3 separate regions of the Zea mays genome follow, and regions 2 and 3 are each linked to region 1. Evidence: chromatin contacts called from public Hi-C data. All regions are on one chromosome and are shown on one strand. Each heading gives the region's core, a stretch centred on a gene start, on an enhancer-like site or on the middle of the called end of the contact. The rest is flanking DNA. Distances are from core to core; before and after follow the strand shown. Region 1 holds the start of LOC100191721 (liguleless narrow1). Region 2 holds the start of LOC100382400. Region 3 has its middle 98 kb from the start of LOC103638361.

Region 1 (3,815 bases), core at 799-3,298:
TGCGAAGGTGGCCTTCAATGAAGTCCCTGTGACATGACTAATGTTGCCAAAATTCATAGCATTCACTAGCACGGGCGCAACCATGATGATAGTGAGTTTTTCAAATGCGAAATAGCCCAAGCCATAACAAGTAGGAACATCACCGATGAAGGGTGGAAGCTGCGTGGGAGGAACGGGGCTAGGTCGGCATGATCATAGGACATGGTAATAGTGTCAGAGGTTAATAGCGAGACAACTAGTTGATCATGCCCTAACTATAGTGCAAGCATTAAAAACCAAAGGGACATTTTTTGGATGCTGAAGAGAAGCACGACCAAAGATAGCAAATGAGTGATAAAATGGTGGGTCAACCGTCGATGCCCCCAACAAAAGTATACTGTCTCAAAACAATCTATAGACATTAAGATGTCACCAGTTATCCTCATTGATTCCATTAAAGGTATCAAATGGACATAGTGGCCGGGTTGTCCAATATATGGGCTTCCTACCTAAGCAAGCATAAGGCGAAGTGATATGGCCCACTTGCAGATAGGCATGACACTGGATTAGGCCACTACAAAGATCCTAGCTATGACCAAAGTGGAGACAACTGACACACCAATTCAAAAATTGAATCTTTGGGTTCTAACAATTGTGGGAACCATGCACATCTTGGTCCAGATCAGAAAACCTGTTAAATCCACGTGTGCCAAGCACCGAAAGAAAAGCCTAGGACAAGCGTTGCCCGGGGCTAGCCACACCAAGATCGAACTAAATTCTAGAGAACATTGAAGGTCTAGGAACCAAATTAGCCTGCTTCTTAGGAGAAGAAATTCGACCAAAGACAAAAATCCTCTAATTCGTTGAGGTAGAAGCCAAAGATCCAATGTTGTGTCGAAGATGACCCTTTGGGGGTCCTAGAGGTCCCGAGTTGTCCTAGTGAGAACATAACTGCTTTTGACAATCTCCGAAAAGGAGCAGACACGATGGCCACTGAGTGCCGAAACATGACAAAGACTACGGCTACAACAAAAGTGGCCTAGTCATGGCACGGAGAGCTTCATGAACATTGGCAGGCATGACATGTCGCAAAGGTGATCAATGACCAAAGGGGACTAGGATTTGGAAGAATCTTCTTCGGTAAAAAAATCACGATATTCCTCACCCTCGCATGACTTAAGATCCATGTGTGTAAACATTATTAACATGCTTGTAATTTCATACGAAGCTGTAACTCACGACTATAAATAGAGGAACATTATCATGCATTGGACACACTTTTTTAGAGTCCATGAACACCGATTCGCTCCACCTCCGAAGATACCTTCTAACACCTTCGAGTCTTTATGAGTGAAATCAAAGGTATACCTGTAACCATCCATTATGTTGTAAGAATGGAGCAAATCCGATAAGGAATTGAGATGAGTAAATTGTTTCATTCTTTATATTTTATGGCTAATTGGTATCGTTAAATATTTGTGTTTCCATCTTCTCTCTTTGATTGACTCTTAAAAATTAGTCAAATAAAGGGAGAAGCTTAAAATGCGGTCATGTGTGCTGCCTTGTTTTTTTTTTGTTACCGTTAGTAATACAAAACGAGTGACAAAAATAATATTTGTATTTGTTATTTATCTACTCGAATAAATGTTTGGTCCTTAGGTATTCGTCCCGTTTTAATTATACATATATTCGATTTCGGTTGAAATATATTAGTTATCATATAGTACAACCTACTGTCCATCTGCCGTCAGGAACAAGAAATAAGTGACAAAAATAATATTTGTATTTGTTATTTATCTACTCGAATAAATATTTGGTCTTTAGATATTCGTCTCGTCTTAATTATACGCATATTAGATTTCGGTTAAAATATATTAGTTATCATAGTACCGTCCCGTTTTCAGCTGTACTCGTGCAGTCGTGCTGCGGATGGACACGCGCATCACCTGTCGCTGGGTCAAAGGTATCCGCCGACTGCAGGTGCTGACAAGGACAAAAGGCCAAACGCGACGGGTGACACACTCACAGTGCGGTCGCGCTCGGCTCCGCCCCGCCCGCCTCTCCCCATTCTCACTTCTTTTCCCCCAGTTGCGTTGCGTGCCCCTCGTTTCCACACTTTGTTGCGCTCCTTTAGCGCCGGCGGCCCGTAGCCTCAATCATCATTTCCATTCCATCCGGTTTCTTCCGACGACGGTGTGTACAGAGAGCAGGATCGGACAAGTCTCTGCTGGTAGAAGCATGGCGCAGCGCCGGCTGTTGGGCACGGCGCCGGCGCCCGCGGGCGATGCGGCGTCGCACGGCTCGGGCTCCAGCCCCGACGCGATGCGGATCATGGTGGGCGTGCTGGTAACGGTCATCGTCTGCACGCTGCTCTACTGCGTCTACTGCTGGCGGTGGCGGAAGCGCAATGGTGAAACTGCGCTCTGCTGGTGGCTTTCCTTTCCTTTCCATTCCATCCGCTGCTGCTGCGTGTGTTTCTAACATTGGATGATCCCTGCCCTCTTGTTCAGCCATCCGGAGATCCCTGCTGGACAGCCTATGGCGGCGGTCGAGCTCGGACCTGCCGCTCATGGACCTCGCCTCCATCCTCGCTGCCACCGACAACTTCTCCAAGGCCAACAAGCTCGGCGAGGGCGGCTTCGGCCCCGTCTACAGAGTGAGAAATCAACCCAAGGTCGATGGATGTGGCCACAGCTAGCTGTTTTGTTACTCTACATCTAATAGCAATATGCATGATTTGCAGGGCGTGCTGAGCGGCGGCTCCGAGATCGCCGTGAAGCGTCTGTCAGCGCGGTCGCGGCAGGGCGCGGCGGAGTTCCGGAACGAGGTGGAGCTCATCGCCAAGCTGCAGCACCGCAACCTAGTGCGGCTGCTGGGCTGGTGCGCCGAGCGCGAGGAGAAGCTGCTGGTGTACGAGTACCTCCCCAACCGCAGCCTCGACGCCTTCCTCTTCGGTAAGCGAACCAACAGCTCCTTGCCGCCATTGGGCCATGGCCACGTAGCTGTAGGTCTCACGGTAGGTGGGCGTGGTGTCATCACGCTATAAATTCCATGTTCCGTTCGTGTCTAGCTAGTACTACGAGCTAATTAATTCGAGGTGGATGGACTGGTACTATACTCCTAGTAACTTGATGCGCACAGCGCAACGGGACTAATAATTGTGCTCTGCTTACCATCCAAATTAAATTAGTGATCACAACAGATACGGCTTGGTTGGTTGATCAGTACTAGTACTAATTTAATTTAATTAAACCCTAGATCCGAGCAAGAGTGCGCAGCTTGGGTGGAGCACCCGGCACAACGTGATCCTGGGCATCGCCCGCGGCCTGCTGTACCTCCACGAGGACTCGCTGCTGAAGGTGGTCCACCGGGACCTCAAGGCCAGCAACGTGCTGCTCGACCACAAGATGAGCCCAAAGATCTCCGACTTCGGCATGGCCAAGATCTTCGAGGACGACTCCGACGCGATTAACACGGGCCGCGTCGTCGGGACCTAGTAAAACCCAACGCACCCTACTTACTTTACTAAGAATAAAATGCTGCCTTCTCTGCAAACCTGAACATGTTTGTGCTGCAAACGACTGCGTGGCGATCGATGAAGCGGGTACATGGCGCCCGAGTTCGCGTTGGACGGCGTCTTCTCGGTGAAGTCGGACGTGTTCAGTTTCGGGGTCCTCCTGCTGGAGATCTTGAGCGGGCAACGGAACGGCGCCTTGTACCTCGAGGAACACCAGCAGTCCCTCATCCAAGACGTACCATTCTGAACCTTCATTCAGTGATCTGAACTGAACGGAGTTAGCCAATCTATATACATGTTTTTTTTGTTGACAGGCATG
Region 2 (3,815 bases), core at 660-3,159, 440 kb after region 1:
AACATATCCACTGGATACCTGATACCCGGTGGATACCCGATGGGCATGGATACGGGTACAGTTTCTTGCCCGATTGGTTTGGTGGGTATGGATATTTATAGAAGTCTTGGGTACAATTTCGGGTCGGGTATTATTATACCCGAACAAAACCCGACCCGCTGCCATCCCTACTCTGGGGTAGTCAGTAGACTGACCAGAGTGTGAGATTATGCATGTGCAACCATGTTGGCCAGCTTATGGTGTGCAGATGTGGAGCACAGGGATGGTGGTCAACGGCGGAGGTGAAGATCGTGCGGGTTCGTGTCGATGGACCAGGAGCGGTGAAGGACGAGCGCCGGGACTTGACCGAGGGACCAGGGTCGTCGGGTGACTAGTCGTGGTGGCTGACACCTAGGACACACACTCACGTGAGGATGTGACGAAGCGAGCCATCTCGTCGGCACGGTCGAGGACTGGTGGAACACGTGTCAAGGACGTGGGGGCGCCCACACAGTGCTATACTCACGACAATTTCGGTGGTTGAGCCTTAAAACCACCCAGCGCTACGGATGACAGGTTTTCAACTGGGTTTGGCCTTAAAACCCGATGGTGGCAATTTCGGTGAAAACTGGAGGCGACAGTGGCGTGGTCACGGATGGTGCATTAAGGCGAAGCAACTCCATGTGAAGTGTGTGGCCGTCAGATGAAAACTCCAAGAGTTGGTCCATTTCACCCCGGGGGTGTGGATAAGCTCTATGTAAATAGGGTAGACTAGAAAATAGAAATAACTCGTTATAAATAGAGAGGAGGTCTGATTAGTTCAGCATCTCTTTGGCTTAGTTTAATTTGGCTCTTGTTTTAGAACTCCTAGTTTTCCTCTAGGTTTTCACCAGTTTAGCCAGGAGATCTGCAGTGATTTTGTTTGTCGACTGTGCCTTGTAATCTGTAATGATTAATCCGAGAAAGGGTCGCCAGTTCGACCCACAGGTTTTGGTTGACTTCAATCTAAGTTTGTTTCCTTGCTGAATTTTTGAAGTCTTGTGTTCTTGAGTTCTTCACTTCCATTCTCTTGTTGATTTGAGAAGTACTATCGAGTTCTTGTGTTCTAGGTGCTATTGGGATTTGATTGGTGGGTGAGATATACTCATACTATCACTTTTTACGCCCTGTTAGTGTAGTTTGTGGTTATGATCTTAGCTGATCTCGTTCGTTCTAGAAAACCCCAACAAAAGACCAATCATGTTCGTATTTTCAGATCTGTGGTTGATTCACAAGTTCGATTGAAGCTCAAAATTTGTGGAGACCTTGGAAACATATTTGTCTAGCTGTGTGTAAAATTTCAATTCAATCGGCGTTTATTTGGTTCAGTTTGACATTTGAGAACAGAATTTTGTGCTGCTGAATTCAGCAATTATTCTGTTGTACACGACACGGTTTTAGACCGATTCCGACTTTTCATTGTCCGATTTTCGATCCGTTTGTTTTGCTGGTCTCATGTGAGTCATAGAAATATTTTGTAACATCACTGATTTACTAATGTGCTTTTAGTTTAAGCATTGACTTCATCTTAATTAAAGTGAATTATTTATTTTTAGTGTTTGGCAGAAAAATAGGATTGGCTTTCATTCATTCCTCTAGTCGTCTCACAGCATCTGCTGCTACTTGTTGCGTTGCGTTGACTGCCGCCTTCTGACAGCGCTGCTGGAGCTGCAGCTGCGAGCTGCCTGTTTGGAATCGCTTGCTCGCGGTATCATTTTATTGTACTGGAGCTGTTGTCAGTGTCAGGAATACAAGAGCCGTGTGGAAATTGTTCGTCCAGTAGTACCATTCCACTGCTGACTGCTGAAACACAATAATAGAGGCAGAAGCAGAGGCAGAGGCAGAGGCAGAGCCAAGACGGTTCCGTTCAGTGTCTGGCGGCGCATAGATAGATAGCCATGGCGAAGAAGCCAGTGGAGGAAGCGCTCCTCGCAGCGGCAGACGAGCAGGAGAGCCTGAGCGTGCGCGAGGAGCTGAAGAAGCAGCTATGGCTGGCTGGGCCCATGATCGCCGGCGCGCTCCTGCAGAACGTGATCCAGATGATCTCCGTCATGTACGTGGGACACCTTGGAGAGCTGCCCCTCGCTGGCGCATCCATGGCCAACTCCTTCGCCACCGTCACCGGCCTCAGCCTGCTGGTAAGTAACCACACACCACAGCTCCTCTACTCACTTCACTTCCATTCCATGCGCTGAATGACCCTGTTCTGCCTATGTATACTGGTACTAGTTGCTCGTCTCATGTGATTTCCAATGCATAAGACGATCGAATCACAGTTAGTTGGTGTCCTTATTAATTACTTGGCCACTCATGAACAGTTGGTTTTGCGGTCACTGCTCGCGTCGCGAGTTCTTGTTTTCTCAAGTGTCGGTGTCTAGGCCACAGTTGCTGCACTACGTTTCATCCTCTCTTTCGGGAGGAAGATCAACGAATGCCGAGTCCCAAAATATTAATAAACGCTAGTTGCTATAAAAACCATTTGCCTTTTTGACTCTTCGACGCCGTCTACTAGTGAGGAACTTGCATTGATCTTTCTGTATAATATAGTACTACCTTCTTTACAGTAAAGTATTAGCTAGTATCTGATGTGTGTCTCCAATTTATATATTTTTTCGGAACCTCATGTGTGGCCGTTGTGAGATCTTTCTCGATGGTAGACATGTTTTCTGGCCTTTCCCCAATTACTATATTGCAGCAGATGATTTGTTAAATATGCTTTACGTGAATTTGTAAGCTGCATTTTTCTTTCTTTTCGCCTATGGCCACAGTAGGTGCTAGCACCATATATAATTGACACAATCATGGATATGCAGTTAATTGATGTATACACATTAGGGCTTATTCGATATAAGAGGATTGATGGGATTGTAGAGGATTAAATACATTGCTAGTTAAAATTGAATAGAAAGGGACTTAATCTCTATCAATCCCCCATTAATTCTCATGTAACTAAACAAGGCCTTAATTGGTGCTTGCATATAAGGGCGTGTACAACCCTATTTAATATGGGCCCTAGGGATTTAATTGAAAAAATACAAGGAATCTGCTCTTCGTGAAGAGTCCGTCTCTACACAATTTTTCATATACATTGTCTCTTAACTACATTTATGATTCAGGGGCTCAGGATTGTACAATGTAGTTTTTTTGTTGTCTCTTATACATAGAAAATCATTCCATCGTCTCAGGATTGTACATGCCCTAACTAGATTCAATGGGGATACGCAATAAATGTGTCACAGCTAGGGGAGGCAGTCGAATGGATGCTAGGGCATGTTTGGATTGCAATTTTCAAGAATCTAGCTTCTAGAGACTTTGGGATTTGAACAAGTCAGTTTTGCCATCTTTTCGCATCTTTTTGTGTCAACCTTTTCCAAATTCAAAACTGTCTGTATCTAGCATTTCCTAGTTTTTCGTGATTCAAAAGAGCAACAAATCAAACTATGCCTAGCTTTCTATCACATGAGGTTAGCACCAAGATATCCATGCTTAATTCATCGGTTACAAAATGGACCCTTACAAGCTCAATCATTATATGATATGTCGATGAACTCATATACAGGACAGCCACCCCTTACAAGTTACAACCCTTGTGCAATATGTCAACTCCACTAACCACGGCCAGACCGTTCGAATATAATCTCGGACCATCTGGCCATAAGTCGGATTGTCTATAACCTATCCCGGATCGTCCGGTGTCCCGTCGGACCGTCCAGTGACCTACTACGGACTGTCCATGGTACATCGCTCAAATTGGTACAATATGCACAATGTGCATCCACACTCTGCACCACACCATC
Region 3 (3,815 bases), core at 904-3,403, 320 kb after region 1:
TGTGGAAAACCCACACTCAGATTATATTGTGCATTTAAAGGTACCAATATATTTATGTGCATTTTTCTGTATATTTTATATCGTTTCTCCCTTTTCTTGATTATTTACTCATTTCCAATCATTCAAGATGTTCTTTAATTCTCAAATGAGTTCATTTGTATTAATATGAATATTGTTATTATTAAATACCCATACAAATAAACTCTAACATAATGCAATAGATATATGTTTATTTTAATTATTTTATTTGTTTGGTGAATGCTTGAAATATGAAAAAACACTCATATGGTTTTCTTTCTTTTTAGAAAAATAGTATTTCGAATGCGGGATAAGAAGTAAAAATTACTTCAAATTAAATATTCATGTAAATAAATGCTTATGGTACATCATTTATTGATATGCATAATCATTTAGTTGAATAGAAAACTTTTCTATTACTTCTTTTCTGAAATAATTCTTGGTTTTCCAAATTCGGTCCTTAATTTTTCAACACTCAAGTATAATTTGAGATATCTGAATTTGCTATTTTATTTCTTCATATATTTATTTTTTTCTTATACAAATATTTGGGCCTTACAGGAAGCCACCGCTGGTCGACCCCTATCTTAGCCTATAAAAGGGAGGAGTTTGCCTCCAGGCAAGGGATTGAGTTTTTTCGGACGTTTTAGAAGACAACTAGATGACCTCATACGCCTTCAGACGGAACCGAGCTCACTCAAACACGCACCCACAAGGATCAACGGGAGGAGTAGCGCCAACAAGGACCAGGAGGCTAGAGCCCTTCTACCAAGCCAAGACTTAGCTAGGACTCCACCTTGTGAGCCTCTCCTCCCTCTCTCTCCTGTTTGTAACCCCTACTACGAGTTTTGATCATCAATTGTGCAGGTAGAGCATACTACCGATGACAGGAAGTAGGGACATTCTGCTCGAACCAGAATAAATCTTATGCCCACCGCGCACACCCTCCGGAGCACGAAATGCGCACAATAAATTTACTTATTTGAGCGAGGTTCGAAACACTGACACAGGGCAATTTGGTCAAGTTTGAGTCATGGTCTTCTGATAGAGTTTTCTGTAACCCTAGGAATGAGTTAAGAGTTTGGGTATTGCTTCTATGTCTCTTAAAGGAAGTAATACTAAGAAATTAAGTAAACACAAGATAAAATAGAAAGATTCTCAACCTAGTAGAAGAAATTATTATCCTCATGAACTATATAATCAAAGAATGCTCTTAAATAAAAATATGTTCAGGATGAAGTGACTTTGGGTAAAAGAAAATACGTTATTTTCTCCTAGAATAAGTAAGTAATGGATATCTATTTTGGAATTAACTCTTCAAATCTTATCCCACATTCAAAATGATATTTTTCTAAAAGAAATAATGTGTGATAAAGCAATAAATATATATATATATATATATATATGTTGGGGGGCCTTCCTCTTCCGAAGGTCCTCAAAAACATGACTAACCATTTATTTCTAGCGTACTGTTGAATGGTACAGGAGCTTCGTCATAAGAAAAGCTTTGTTGTGATGAGGATCTTCTTCCCCGCCGAAGGTCCTCGAGACAAAGACATTGTCTAAGACCAATAACGGTGAATGCCTATAATACCCAGTTTGTAGATAGCAAGAAGGAGTTGATCTCAATAAACATAGTTTGCCATCTACTCATCACAACATGGGAATAGCCTTATTTAAAGTAAACAATCAACTATACTAACACCTAAAAAAATTCGTGCATCATGTTGGAGTTAATTGTTTGTGCATTTAATAATAATAATAAGATTAATAAAAATGCATTAACAATGAGAATTAGGGTGGAACCTAATTTAAACCCTAGAACTTGGAAATAATATGTAAAAGAAAGAGAAGAAAAGGAAAACCCCATATTCACTATGAAGAAAAATATATATAGGTGTGCTTTTTCATACTGACATCATTGAATTGAATATTTAATCTAAATTACAAATTCACAACAAAGATTTGAATTAAGTTGAATATTTGCATTTGATTTAAGTCCTTGTAAAATTGGGAAAAGAAAAGGCAAAAGAAAAGAAAAAACAGGGAAATCTCGCATGGGCCCAAATCACCTAAACCTGGCCCAATCCCAGCTGTACGCGCCCGTCTCTCTGCCCACGCTCTGTCACATGGGGCCCGCTTATCAGCCGCTTGATTCCATGCAGACTCGCTCAGGTTTTCGGTCATAGGCAGGTGGACCCCCTATGTCAATCGTTTCTTCCACGGCGCAACAGAACCGCGGCGCGGAACGTGGAGCAGCCCGTATCCCTCCTCTGACCTAGGGTGAGGTGATAAAAAGGAACCCTGGGATCGCTCTTCCAGCTCCGCATTTAAACCTTGTGAAGTCGCCATCGTTGGGTTAGCCAGAGACGCAAGATCACCACGCCGAGAGAGAGAGTGTGTCGCCATCGGCGACATTCAACCGTGAGGACGCTTGTGGACCGGAGTTTAGCCTTGGTGCAGCGCGGAACCCCGTGGATAGTGTAGCACTTCTTCCCGGGCGCAATCAACGACCGAGGAAACAACAATTGCTCGCCGGCATAGTTTCTCCGCCGCCAGATCCCGCGCTCCGTGACCACCACGCGCCTGCATCCGAAACCAGGTATGGACCTTTTCCTTCTATTCGCGTCTACTGTCGTTGAGTAGAGCCTGTCGAGTTGGTAGTTACGCGCTTCGGTAGTACGGTAATTGTTCGCCGGCGTGTGGCGCCGCCACGACGCTCCTGTTCACCGGCGCGCCGTCGGGGTAGGTGAAGGGAGCTGGACCGTTGATTCGGGGTGAACAGTGTGGATTAGAAACTAGCGTACCTCTTTAGCGCATAAACATCTGACCGTCAACTTTGAATCGGGTGGCCGTGCGCGGGCATAGGTGTGGTCGAACTTTGGTCGTGGATCTCTTGTCCTGTGAGGTTGTGACTACTGCTCACAGCCTCGGCTAATGCGTTAAGTCTAATCTGAACCGCACGTGCTCGATCTGTCGGCCGTTAGCGAAGGATACCCTTTCAGTCAGACACATTAGCATAGGAACCCCTAGGTTTTCTTGAATCGAACCCACAGTCCACCACATATCAAGGAACATGTAACCTGAGTTTGGTAAAACTTTACAAGTTAGCCCTTGTGCTTTCCGGTATTTTGCGCACAAACCAGAGAAGAGTTAAAGGAATAAAATTATAGAGAAAAATAGTTTTTGTATTAAAATAATTATAGAAACTTGATTAAATCATAATAAATCTATTTTAATTCCTTTTTGATCTGTTCCAGTTGCATTAATTTTGTACTAATATTGTTTACCACCTAGTAACTCCTTTTAGACATGAAACATAGATTAAGATTGTCTACTCAATTTATTCCATACCAAGCACTTAATAACTTCAGAAAATCAGAACTCGAAAACCGTAACTTCGAATTTAGTGATTCTTTCTCCTACGATCTCGATACGATGCGTACAATATTATCATGCATTCTTTCTGTTGTTTGGTGTGATGTTAATTTCTGCTATCCTGTGCTTGTTTGTATTGTTGCGAGTAGACGAGCCAGCCACTGAGGACCTAGGTGTTCAGCAGGTGGTGACTGCTGAGCAGGAGCTCGTTGAAGGCAAGTTGTGCCCTTGATCACTTCTATTTACCCAATAATGTTCCTTTTAATCATTATGATCTGCATAGGTTAATTTTGATAGGACCCAACAAGTTATCCTAGTTTGACTATCTTTATACCTTGTTTACCACTGAACTTTTGGGTAGTACCTGCTATTGCTTTATGTGGTTTTAGGTATTGAGATACACATTATTCATGATCAGG

What was found. Hi-C and Micro-C count contacts between places; a contact is called where the count stands out from the background.
Region 2: a Hi-C map of ear shows a contact between it and region 1, with 1.9 times the contacts expected there. The contact joins the promoter of LOC100382400 here to the promoter of LOC100191721 in region 1. A contact is called at or near these places in 2 of 25 Hi-C or Micro-C datasets (ear and leaf).
Region 3: a contact with region 1 is called in a Hi-C map of bundle sheath, with 4 times the contacts expected there. The contact joins the enhancer-like site here to the promoter of LOC100191721 in region 1. A contact is called at or near these places in 2 of 25 Hi-C or Micro-C datasets (bundle sheath and endosperm).

What each region holds. Positions count from the first base shown.
Region 1 is chr9:50,380,680-50,384,494 of Zm-B73-REFERENCE-NAM-5.0, forward strand. LOC100191721 (liguleless narrow1) reads left to right here and starts at 2,049. Exons shown (of 6, transcript NM_001137150.1): 1 at 2,049-2,408; 2 at 2,490-2,635; 3 at 2,723-2,933; 4 at 3,238-3,475; 5 at 3,581-3,731; 6 at 3,811-3,815. The coding sequence starts at 2,387.
Region 2 is chr9:50,822,796-50,826,610 of Zm-B73-REFERENCE-NAM-5.0, forward strand. It overlaps LOC100382400, which reads left to right and starts at 1,910. Exons shown (of 7, transcript NM_001175145.1): 1 at 1,910-2,156. The coding sequence starts at 1,917.
Region 3 is chr9:50,703,333-50,707,147 of Zm-B73-REFERENCE-NAM-5.0, forward strand. No RefSeq gene overlaps it. Among protein-coding and RNA genes, the nearest start is that of LOC103638361, 98 kb to the left of the region's middle. Within about 2 kb of position 2,154, at least 18 of the 20 cell types and tissues checked have an H3K27ac peak or open chromatin away from gene starts, as enhancers often do. A contact at or near this core is called in bundle sheath, where this site is marked.